Regions from separate parts of the Mus musculus genome. Here regions 2 and 3 are each linked to region 1. The links are chromatin contacts, called in public HiCAR-type and promoter capture Hi-C maps. All regions are on one chromosome and are shown on one strand. Each heading gives the region's core, a stretch centred on a gene start, on an enhancer-like site or on the middle of the called end of the contact. The rest is flanking DNA. Distances are from core to core; before and after follow the strand shown. Region 1 holds the start of Timm10 (translocase of inner mitochondrial membrane 10). Region 2 holds the start of Fam171b (family with sequence similarity 171, member B). Region 3 overlaps Itgav (integrin alpha V).

The links. HiCAR-type assays count read pairs that join an accessible place to other places. Capture Hi-C pulls out chosen DNA fragments and counts their contacts.
Region 2: a contact with region 1 is called in a promoter capture Hi-C map of adipose tissue, with 2.6 times the contacts expected there. The contact joins the promoter of Fam171b here to the promoter of Timm10 in region 1. A contact is called at or near these places in 6 of 39 promoter capture datasets (the C10 cell line, cranial neural crest, embryonic stem cells and 3 more), 1 of 115 datasets of contacts at active chromatin or transcription factors (astrocytes) and 2 of 9 other capture datasets (adipose tissue and macrophages).
Region 3: a HiCAR-type map of astrocytes shows a contact between it and region 1, with 3 times the contacts expected there. The contact joins the enhancer-like site here to the promoter of Timm10 in region 1. A contact is called at or near these places in 4 of 39 promoter capture datasets (the C10 cell line, embryonic stem cells, liver and 1 more), 3 of 115 datasets of contacts at active chromatin or transcription factors (astrocytes, bone marrow-derived macrophages and microglia) and 1 of 9 other capture datasets (macrophages).

Annotation. Positions count from the first base shown.
Region 1 is chr2:84,825,204-84,828,886 of GRCm38.p6, reverse strand. Timm10 (translocase of inner mitochondrial membrane 10) reads right to left here and starts at 1,866. Exons shown (of 3, transcript NM_013899.2): 1 at 1,740-1,866; 2 at 1,174-1,288. The coding sequence starts at 1,244. It also overlaps a transcript of Smtnl1 not described here.
Region 2 is chr2:83,810,830-83,814,375 of GRCm38.p6, reverse strand. Fam171b (family with sequence similarity 171, member B) reads right to left here and starts at 1,764. Exons shown (of 8, transcript NM_175514.3): 1 at 1,399-1,764. The coding sequence starts at 1,627.
Region 3 is chr2:83,739,414-83,742,735 of GRCm38.p6, reverse strand. All of the region lies in intron 2 of Itgav (integrin alpha V), which reads right to left. Among named protein-coding and RNA genes, the nearest start is that of Itgav, 17 kb to the right of the region's middle. Within about 2 kb of position 1,860, at least 86 of the 459 cell types and tissues checked have an H3K27ac peak or open chromatin away from gene starts, as enhancers often do. A contact at or near this core is called in astrocytes, bone marrow-derived macrophages, liver and 1 more, where this site is marked.

The sequences.
Region 1 (3,683 bases), core at 617-3,116:
TGCTGAAATTATAGGCACCATGTCAAGATCAAACCAAGGGCATCCTGCATTCTAGACAAAAATCCTACGTTATTATATCCCCTTCTCCCTTTGAATTATTTTTAACTATTTACAAAACTGATAATGGGGGCCTGGAAAGTGGTTAAGAGAACTGACTGCTCTTGCAGAGGACCTAGGTTAGGTTCCCAGCACCCACACGGTAGCCCACAACTATCTTTGACTCCAGTTCCTGGAGATATGATGCCCTCTACTGGCCTCTGCGGGCATGCAAGCAAAACATCCATACACAGAAAACAAGTAAACAAACAAATAAATAAATTTAAAGTGATAATATATATAAAATGCTTTGCAAATGCCTAACACAGAGTTAAAGTATAATTTAGGCCGAGTGTGCACACCTTTAATCCCAGCACCCAAGAGAATGAGACAGGTGGATCTCTGAGAGTGAGGCCAGCCTGGTCTATACAGATTAAGCTGACAACCAAGGCAACACAGAGAAGCCCCATCGTGAAAAACAAGAACAAAACAACATCCACTCCATCCCCCCCAAAAAGGAAGAAAAACATTAATAAATATTAGCAACTAAATACTATTCATTACTAAATGGCTGTTCAGAAGGCTTAGGCGGCAAAGGCACTTGCTGCCAAACCAGAAGATTTGAGTTCAATCCAAGATGAGATCCTATTAAGCTGCCCTCTGACCTCCACATGTGTGGCGCTATGGCATGCATGTTGGCATTCATAAACAAACACAAAATACATAAACTACATAAACAAGGGTAAATGGGCTATCTAAGGAGAAAGAAAGATGGAAACGAGGAGAGAAGAGAAGAGAAGAGAAGAGAAGAGAAGAGAAGAGAAGAGAAGAGAAGAGAAGAGAAGAGAAGAGAAGAGAAGAGAAAGTGCTTATATGTTCTTGATACTCAGCAGAGCCTGGGCAGGAGATTCTCCATCATACACCCCTTTTATTCCCTCCAAATAGCCAACCAAGTCCTTCCAGTGACCTGTATTTACTTCAGCGAAGCACGCGGTGAGGGTGGGGCGGGATTAGGAGGGCGGGACTTGGCTCCACTACCTTATCGAAAGCATTCGTTACAAGTGCTTCACTCTGTCGGGCTAGGGGTGACTAGGGCGAGTTTTCCTAGACAAGGTGAAGCCGAGTGCTTCTCTTTACCTGTTGTACATGTCAGCCATCATCTCCACCTCCAGCTCCGCAGCCAGCTGCTGGGCTCTGAGCGGATCCATGTCAACTTAGCACCGTGGAGAGAATAGCCTCCTGGTCTTTAGTCCTAGGAGCGGACATGATCAGTCAGCATCGATCCCTCCCGGTTCACCCTAGTACCACCCCCCCGGGGGGGCTGGAGGGCGCGAGGAATTACAGTGTTTCAGACCAGCGGGGACCAATACCCCGCTCAGTAAACGTAATCAGCCCTCTTAACAGAAGTGGAGATGAGGCCCTTAAAGAGGACAGTGTCCAGCTCAAGGTCACTCGCGATGTCATGGGGCTCGGGGATGGAAACCGAGCCCTCTTAGTACCTCGAGATCACTCCTAGAGCCAGAGGATTGACAGTTGGGACGGAACACACAAAACCGTGGGTCTGAACCCATGCAGCCCCGAGAATGTGACCCTAACCACAGCCTAGGTTCCCGGGGTGGGTCTAAAGGCTGAGCCTCTGTCACGGCAATGGCATAATCAGGAATCAGGGTTACCCTGGGTATCAGACACCACGGCCCACTCACCACGGCCTGGGGCAGGTCACAGCTCCCGCAACGTCCCCAACTTCGGGTCAATAGTAAAAAGTTACCGGGTACCAAGGCAGGCGAAATAAGAAGCACGTGGGTCACTTCCGGAAGGAAGTCTAGCCTCTTCTTTGATCCGGAAGAAAACGCCGACCAGGCTGCGCTGGGAAACCGGCTACCATAGAGAAACCGACCTTAATTTGCTAGAGTGGACTCCAAAGTACCATAGAATGCTGAGTGAGTGGCAGAGCGCCGGCAGCCTTGTTAGCATTCCATCCCTCCGGTTGTCCGGGAGACGCCTGAGCGTTTGCAGTGTGGAAGAAGCTTGGCTCCCTGAACCCACCATGGAGAGCCCACGCCAGAGCGCAGACGGATCTTATGTGAAGAAAGGAGAACGTTTCCCAAAGGAGCCTGTCAATTTTGCATGTTAAAACACCTGGAGCACTTTAAAAAAAAAAAAAAAAAAAAAAAAAAAACACCTCAGCGCCCAGACGTTACCTCATACCCCTGAAATCAGAATCCCGGGGAGCAGTGTGCAACATTAACTAGTGGAGTTGCAGAGAAGATACACGATCGCTGCTCGCAGAAAAAAAGAAACATGTATAGAGATTGTCTTTATTTGCTTTTGAGGCAGGGTCCCATGGAACCTAGGCTGCTCTCTAATTTGCGGTGTAGCCGAAGATGACCTAGAACTTACGAACCTGCCTCCACCTCACTAGTGCTTCGGCTACAGATAAGCGCCATTATGCCTGACTTTTGCAATGTTGGGATGAAAACAGGACCACATGCTTAGGCAAGCACTCTATCAACTGCCCCAGTGCTGCAACATGTTTTACTGCACTTCTTTATTATAGCCCTACACATGCACAATAAATAAAGTAAGTAAATAAATAAATGTAATAATAAAAAGCATTGGGTTTATCCCTTTAAAATTTTATTAGGGCAAATTCACAACACAGAACACAGTCTAATGAACGTCATTGAATCTATCCCCAAGATTTAATAATTCTTACTATTTAGTCACATTTTCTTGATCTATTATCTTTAGCAGATGAAGTCTTTTTCCCAAAGTGCTATTTTCACATTCTCAGCTAATAGTGATGTTTTTTTCATCTCTCTTCCACAGTGCTGAAGGTTGAATCCAGGGTCTCATGCAAACCCTCCACAACTGAACTACACAGGTCATTTGATATACTATTTTTAAATTTAAATTTATTTATAAGAACATGTGTCCTTGGGCTGGAGAGATGGCTCAGTGGCTAAGAGTACTGACTGCTGTTCCAGAGGTCTTGAGTTCAATTCCCAGCAACCACAAGGTGACTCACAACCATCTGTAATGGAATCCAGTGCCTCTTCTGGTGTGTCAGAGCTACAGTGTACTCATAGATACAGAAAATAAATATATTGAAGAAGGAGGAGGAGGAGCCCATGGTAGGATCAAAGGAGGTCAAAGGACAACTGATTCTCGCAGCAACCAGAGTGATGTAAAAAACAAACAAACAAACAAACAAACAAAAAAAAACCCTACAACTGGATCATGTCACTCACCCCCTAGATGCTGCAGTAGTTTCTCATCATGGAGAAAGCCAAAGTCTTCTCAATAGCTTATAAGACCCTGCACTGCTTCTCTCCATGATGTGATCCATCCCCTGAGAAGAGCAAACTATAGGACAAATGGCTTACCTTGGCTTTTGGTTCACTCTATTCCACTGCGTCAAGGAAGGCATTGTGGCAGGAATGGGAGGCAACTGGTCATAGCATGTCCATAGCCAAGACACACAGAAGAATGCTAGTACTCAGCTCACTTTGGCCTCTTTATTCAGTCAGCTAGCCCAGTCCATGGCACATTGCTAGATACATATAGGGTGGGACTTCCTACCTCTGTTAACCCAATATAGAATTATCTCATGGACTTGCCTAGAGGTTTATCTTCTAAGTGGTTCT
Region 2 (3,546 bases), core at 515-3,014, 1.0 Mb after region 1:
AACCAAAGAACTGCATACCTTTCCATTGTAACCACCTTTGAGTGCTATTAATCGGTTTAAGGGGGTAGGGGGGGTGTCAGAAATGCATGCCTTCCCCTGTGCACTTTGGTGATTTCATCCCATGCTCAAAGCACTCCAAGAAATTAAATCATCCCGGCTGTGTCATGAATCACAGCTGGCATGCCTCCGAACTGCTCTCCGATGATGAGCAAGCAAGATAATCTAAGACGCTGATTCCACTCTACAGAATTTCATTTTTAGCATCTTCTATAATGCTGCTAGGCAGATTTTAAAACAAAAATATCAGTGTTATAACACTCACTCATCTAGGGTTTGTGAAACCTCAGCCCACTACCCAGAAAATTGGTGGGGTTTTGTTGTTGTTGTTGTGTTTTGTTTTCATTTTTTAAAAAGCCCCCCCCTTTTTTCCCCCAAAGCCCAGACAGAATTTAAAATGTAAAAGGTAACTAAGTGGATTGTGGGCTGGGTAAAAGCTATTTAAACGGATAACCCAGCTCTTTGCTCTTCGGAGAGCTTTACCTGAGGGAGAGGGAAACAGAAAATAGAGGACTGTGATGGTCATATAAATTACACCCGTATCTCATCACCCTTTACCGAATGAGTCAAGAGATGGCTCATTTAAGTTCCACTACAAGGAGATTCCCCTCAGGGGGAGGGGCTGGTTATGCTACCCAAACACCACTCCAAGCTACCTGTCTCCCTCCCACATCCCTTCCTTCAACTACAAACTCCTGTTTCATTTTTTTTTCTTTCATCTTATTGTAGCAAATGCATTTTTTCCCTGTTTTTGCAAGCCGCCTTGGATCTTTCCTGGGGTAAGAAGAGAAATATAAAGAAATAGAGATCCCGCCCCCCCCCCCACTTCCCCGGTTCTAAATTTAAATACAGCAGGCAGGGAGAAACAGTGCAAACGCTGTGTGGGTGTACATGGCAAGACGGTTTGCTCAGTATCTAGGAGAGGATAGAGAAGAGAATGCTAAAGGGATTTGAGAGCGTGTGTGTGTGTGTGTGTGTGTGTGTATGTGTGTGTGTGTGTGTGTGTGTGTGTGTGTGTGTGTGTGTGTGTGTAGAAAGAAGAGGGAAAATAAGATTAGTGGAATAGTGGAAACAGGCACCCATCTTGACCATCCTTACCGTCCACCCCCACCCCACCCCCAGCCCCCGACCCTTCTGAAGCCCACTGCAGTGCTCTGCGGGAAAGATTTCCCACCCGAGCAAAGAGCTAAAGGCCGAACGGGCAACCTGGGAAGACGCGAAGGAATTGAGACCAGCAAAGATAGGCTAAGCGGAGACGAGAAAGGAGCTAAGAATCCCGGGAAGCCTGATGCGATCGCTGGCACAGAAGAAGTAAAGCAGGGCTGGGCTACCGAGACGTACCTGGAGCCACCAAAGTAGAGGATGCCCCAGGCACCTCCGGCCTCCCCTCCTCTGCCTCCTCCCGCTGCTTTTGCTCTTGCAGCTGCTGCTGCTGCTGCTGCTGGATGAGGCTGAGGTCGGAGCGACTGAGTTCGGCTCTAGCGGCCGCGGGGACCAGCCGCGCCTTCAGCAGCACAGCGGCCAGGCCGAGGAGCAGGGCGCAGGGGACGCGACGGCAGAGCCTCGCCATGGCGAAGAGCCAGGGAGCCACGGAGGCATATTGCGGGGCTGCGGGAGGCGGCGGGCGCCAGGGCTGCGGAACCCGGCCGCGCCCGCTCGCTCGCTCCCCCTCGCGCCGTCTGCGGTGCACAGCCTCGGCAGGAGGAGGAGGAGCGGGCCGGCAAGAGGATGGCGAGCCCGCTTTCGCATCCTCGCGCACGTGACCGCCGGGAGGGGCGAGCGGGGGCCTGGGCCCTGTGGCTACCCAGCAAGTGCTCTGCAAGGTGATGCTGGTGCCCAGGCGTTTAGCTAGGCGGAGATTAACAGGAAAGAGTTTCTGGCCCTTAATCTTTACCGAGGCAGCAGGAAAATGTAGAGTGGAATAAAATTCCTTCCACTAGACACCGAGGTAGAAAAAGGTGGCACATTAATTTCCTTCTAAAGCAATCAGACAACTGTGGTTCAAAAGCCAGGTTCCTTTAACGGAATAGTCTCTGCTGTCCCTTGGCCCACTTACAAGATAAACTGATATTCTCCAGGCTTTTTTTTTTTTTTTTTCTGCTTAAATGAGAATTTCTTTCTTCATCATAAATTATTCCTAATTACACCTTTTCTATTTGTAACCTATACTTTCCATGTGTTTGGAGGGTTTTTTAATTTGTTTTGTTTTTTAATGTCTTGCTAGATATGGTGGCTCACACCTTTAATTTTTAGCACTCAGGAGGTAGAGGCAGGCAAGTATTAGTAATTTGAGACCAACTTTGTTCTACATAGGGAGTTCTAGGACAGCCAGGGACTATAGAGAAAGACCCTGTCTCAAGACAAACAAACAATCAAACAAACAAATAAAAGTCTTATTTAACAAATAATAAACTAGGAGTTCTCTGTGCGTTTTAATCAGGAGCTTAGAATAAGTAAAATAGAATCCCTTCGTTCCAAATACTTACTGCCTGTTAGGGCAAGGCAATAAATATATAAGCAAAATATAGTCCACAGTGGTGGTTGCAACTGAAGAAGCAGTACAGGCATTTAGAGCTTACACAGAGTTGAAAGAAATTAAGTAAAGTCTGTGAAAGACACCGGGGAAGGTAGTCTGCACAAAATAAAAATTCACACAGAAATAGTAGATACCAAGTCGTCGAAAAACTGGAAGTGCGTTTGTGTGTGTGTGTGTGTGTGTGTGTGTGTGTGTGTGAGAGAGAGAGAGAGAGAGAGAGAGAGAGAGAGAGAGAGAGAGGCATAAAAGCATAATGTATTGGGAAAGTTTAAGCTGGGAAAGCAGTTACCAGAGGACTTATCCTTTTCTACAGTGAGTGCAGACTATTAAACTGTTTAAAAATAACTAGCAGACACTTGTGCTTACTGTGTGAGGCACTGTTCTGGCATCTCACAGATGGCAAATGCAGCAACCTTGGATGCTATATAAGCAAGCAGAAATCTACACTAAAGACCATTCTGGAGGTTGATTGGGAGAGAGATACCTACCAACCATGCTTTTAATTTTCTTTTTTGAGGGTCACTTTGCTATCAGCATGAAAGACAGATTGGAGAAGGGAAGGCAGGGAAGAGAGATGGACACATTTGAGACATTTGTGATAAAACAAAATCAAATAACAAAAAATGAGAAGTGACAAAATGCATGATCCTAAAAACAAGAGGAAAGACAGGGGAAATTGGTATTTAAGGTTGGAGTCAGCAGAGATAGATGGTTGATGGAAGTTGATGGTGACGAGGTAGGCTATGTCTGACTGGAGGTCTCAGTTGCCTGATTGAGATCTTAGGTGGCTTATGACATTATCAAGATCAGCTGTCGGAACTGATTAAAGGATAAAGCTACACTGAAGGGCCTCGGCTTTAACAAACTGGAGTGTTTTGTATTTGGAGTGCACGAGGGAAGTTCTACACATAATCTGTCTCATCTGGCTGCACGGCACTCTTCACCTTTTTAAA
Region 3 (3,322 bases), core at 611-3,110, 1.1 Mb after region 1:
CCAAATGTCCAATTACATTACTAAATACAGCTGATATATGCACTGGCCTATAGTAACACCCAAAGTTAAGTCAATAATCATAAAAATGCACACATATACACGCCATCTACTACATCTAACTGCCTCCAGCTTCAACAGCCACGACTCCAGATCTCCATCCTTTCAAGAAGCTTGCTGCAAAGGAAGTTTGTCTTCACTAAGAGCCCAAGTCTTAAAATACTAGAGTCCACATCAGACAGTGGCCCCGCTGAAAGGAAGTGTGAATAGAGTGGGCGGGAGAAAGCAAGGAAAGGCCGCTCTCCAAACAAACCCACAGGCAGCTCATTCAGGACCTGGCGGGGACTGGCAGCCACTCTGGAACACATGAGGGAAGTAAATATTTTGAGTCACAGCCCCGAAGTCGCTGCTGTCCCGCTGTCACTATGCTGAACCACCCAGACTGCTGGACTGTGTTGCCACTCTTAAAAAGGAAATAAAATACAGATCGGGGATTCCAGGGCTGGAAGAAACATTGTTTTTTGGGGGGTTTTTTTTTGTTTGTTTGTTTTGGTTTGTTTTTTGTTTTTTGTTTTTTTTTTACCTCAAATGTGTTGGACAACTGGCTCATATTACCCAAATAAACTTGGGGGGGGGGGTGCACAGTGGCCTGCTTTGAATCCCAGCAGAGACAAGCAGATCTTCCGTGAGTTCAAGGCTAATACACAAATCAAGTTCTAAGACAGCCAGGACTACACAGAGAAACTCTATTTTAAAACTAATAAAAATAAATATAAAATCATGAAGCAAATCACTAGAGACTTGAAAATTAAACCCTCTTTTTTTTTTTTTTTTTTTTTTTTTTACAATCTTCCAAAATATGTTCTTTGTGCCCCACCAAACTCCCAGGAGGGCATGTTTCCTTCAGGGCAGAAGCCGTAACAGGAGCACCCAGTCAGTGTGAGTATCGAATGCTCTCCAGAGTGTTTCACAAGCCACTGCCCAGACATGAGGGTTCAGCTTGCTGGAGAACTAAACTATCATTAACATTATGCTGAATTTTAAGATGAAGATACCCTGGTACCCTAAAACAGATAGTTTTTTCTCTTCTCTTTATGACTAAAGAACATCTTTTGGACTAGATTATACCACTCTTTTTAAATGAGAAATGCTGAAATATCCAAAAGAAATACGAGAGAAGCTTCTACTTAGAAGTCAAACGTGTTTTCGGCCATTGGGTTCCTATTCATTACTATGGGTTCTGTAAATAACTAGATGATTTGGGTCCTTAGAGAATTTGTTGGTTTTTGTTTGCTAAAACAAGCTGTCAAAACAATGTCATCCCGCCGGGCGGTGGTGGTGCACACCTTTAATCCCAGCACTCGGGAGGCAGCGGCAGGTGGATTTCTGAGTTCGAGGCCAGCCAGGTCTACAGGGTGAGTTCCAGGACAGCCAGGATTAAACAGAGAAACTCTGTCTTGAAAAACCAAAAAAAAAAAACCAAAAAACAAAAAACAAAAAACAAAAAAAACCAAAAAAAAACCTTCCTCGAGCAGTTTTCTACTCCAAATAAAACTTCAACTTGGATATTAGTAAAAAATAAATTTGGGTGAGAAAGAAAAAAAAAAAACCTCTCAATAGAAGTTATTATTTATGTGAAACTTTCAAGGTCAGAGGAAGAAAGCCCTTTGATCATTCATTAAAATCCTCTGTCTAGATGGTAGGGATGCAGCCGGGAATGAGGCCCAAGGCCTCTGCTGCTCTTGGTGAAGGACACCTTTGGGAGCAATGTGGCTGTCAGCTGTCATTCTGCTGGTCACCAGGGTGATTCAGCTGATCTGGCTGGTGCATGTCCCCTCCTCCTCTCATACTCTATGTGTCCCTACCGAAGCTGGCTGCTGTTACTAATTTCCACAGAACTATCTGGAAACATTGTTTACCTAAGACAGCTATCCTCTAAAGATAAACAAGAAGAGTCAGCAAAGTGTATCCGGAAGAAACAGGCTGGAGCTCATTTTTCTGGGTACCAGCACTGTTTATTTAGCCTTATTCAGACTCTTCCCCCCTCATCCCACCAGCCACCATCTCCGAGGTTCTGCAGGAACACAGCACAAAGAACACAGGCTTGTGTGAGCCGACTGCTCTCTCAATGCTGGATTGTTTCCTGCTAGTGTTGGGGAGGAAGTGATCCGGAGAACTTCAAACAGTTACAAACAAAATCCCTTTACTGGAGATTCGAAAAGAAAAATAAAATAAAATCAACCCCAGTCTTGAGCGAATGAATGGACATGAGTCGGATCAAACTGTGAGAAGTAGGATTTAAAGGGATCATGTGAAACTGGTTGGTCAAATGTTACTGATATTAAATAAGATATTATTAGCTATATGTTAATCGATAAAAAAGAACTAGATAAAAGTATGTATTCCTAAGGTGCTCCAATCCCACAGTTCTGAACCAGGAGATGACTGATTCTGTCGGAAGATACATGCTCATTAAAGAAAAATCTTTACTCTAAATTCACACTGTAGCAAAAGAACACTATGTTTCATTTGTTTTAACTTTGTAATTTATAAAGGCTACTATAAATGTACAATCTAGACATATCTCTAAAAGACAGAAAAACTCACCAGAAGGAGGAAGTTAGACTTGCAGAAAGCTGTTTTCCAGTCTACCTAAGTGTATTAGCTTCAATAAGCTGGGGAGTGTACACCACGGAGGCCATTTTTACATTTGTTATTTAAAGCAAAGCCTAGGAATGGGGGAGGAGTGGGAGGGGGAATAACTTTACCGCATTCTTCTGGATGAGAGTCTGCCTGGCCAGGCTTGTCCGCTGCCTGCAGCTGAAACCTAGAAACACGCTTGAGCGTTGCAGTAACAGGATGTTCAGGGTGAAAAGGGGAACCTTACATCTGACCTTCTCTAGGATGAAGTTAGATCCTTCTACTTTTAAAAGACCCTATTCGTAAGCTTGCAGTCAAGCCTGTATTTCCAAGGAAAGAGGAGGGTGTTCCTTCCCCAGTGAAGATCAATGTTCCTTCCCCAGTGGAGATCAACAGACCATGATCATGGAAGGGGAGGGAGTGGCGGTGTGTTATATATGCTTTCAGAGGTGTGGATGCCCACATCCATGCTCATGTATGCAGAGGCCAGAGGCCTGGTCCTCCTTTATCGCTCTCTGCCTTATTCCCTTGAGACAGGGTCTCTCACTGGACCTGAAGCTAGTCTGGCAGCCAGCGTGCCCCAGTGACCCTCCTGTCTCTGCCAACCACAGGGCTGGAATAAGAGGCACATGAGGCCACTTGCAACTGGAAAAGACTCTTTTTATAATAAATAAAACTGGGTACT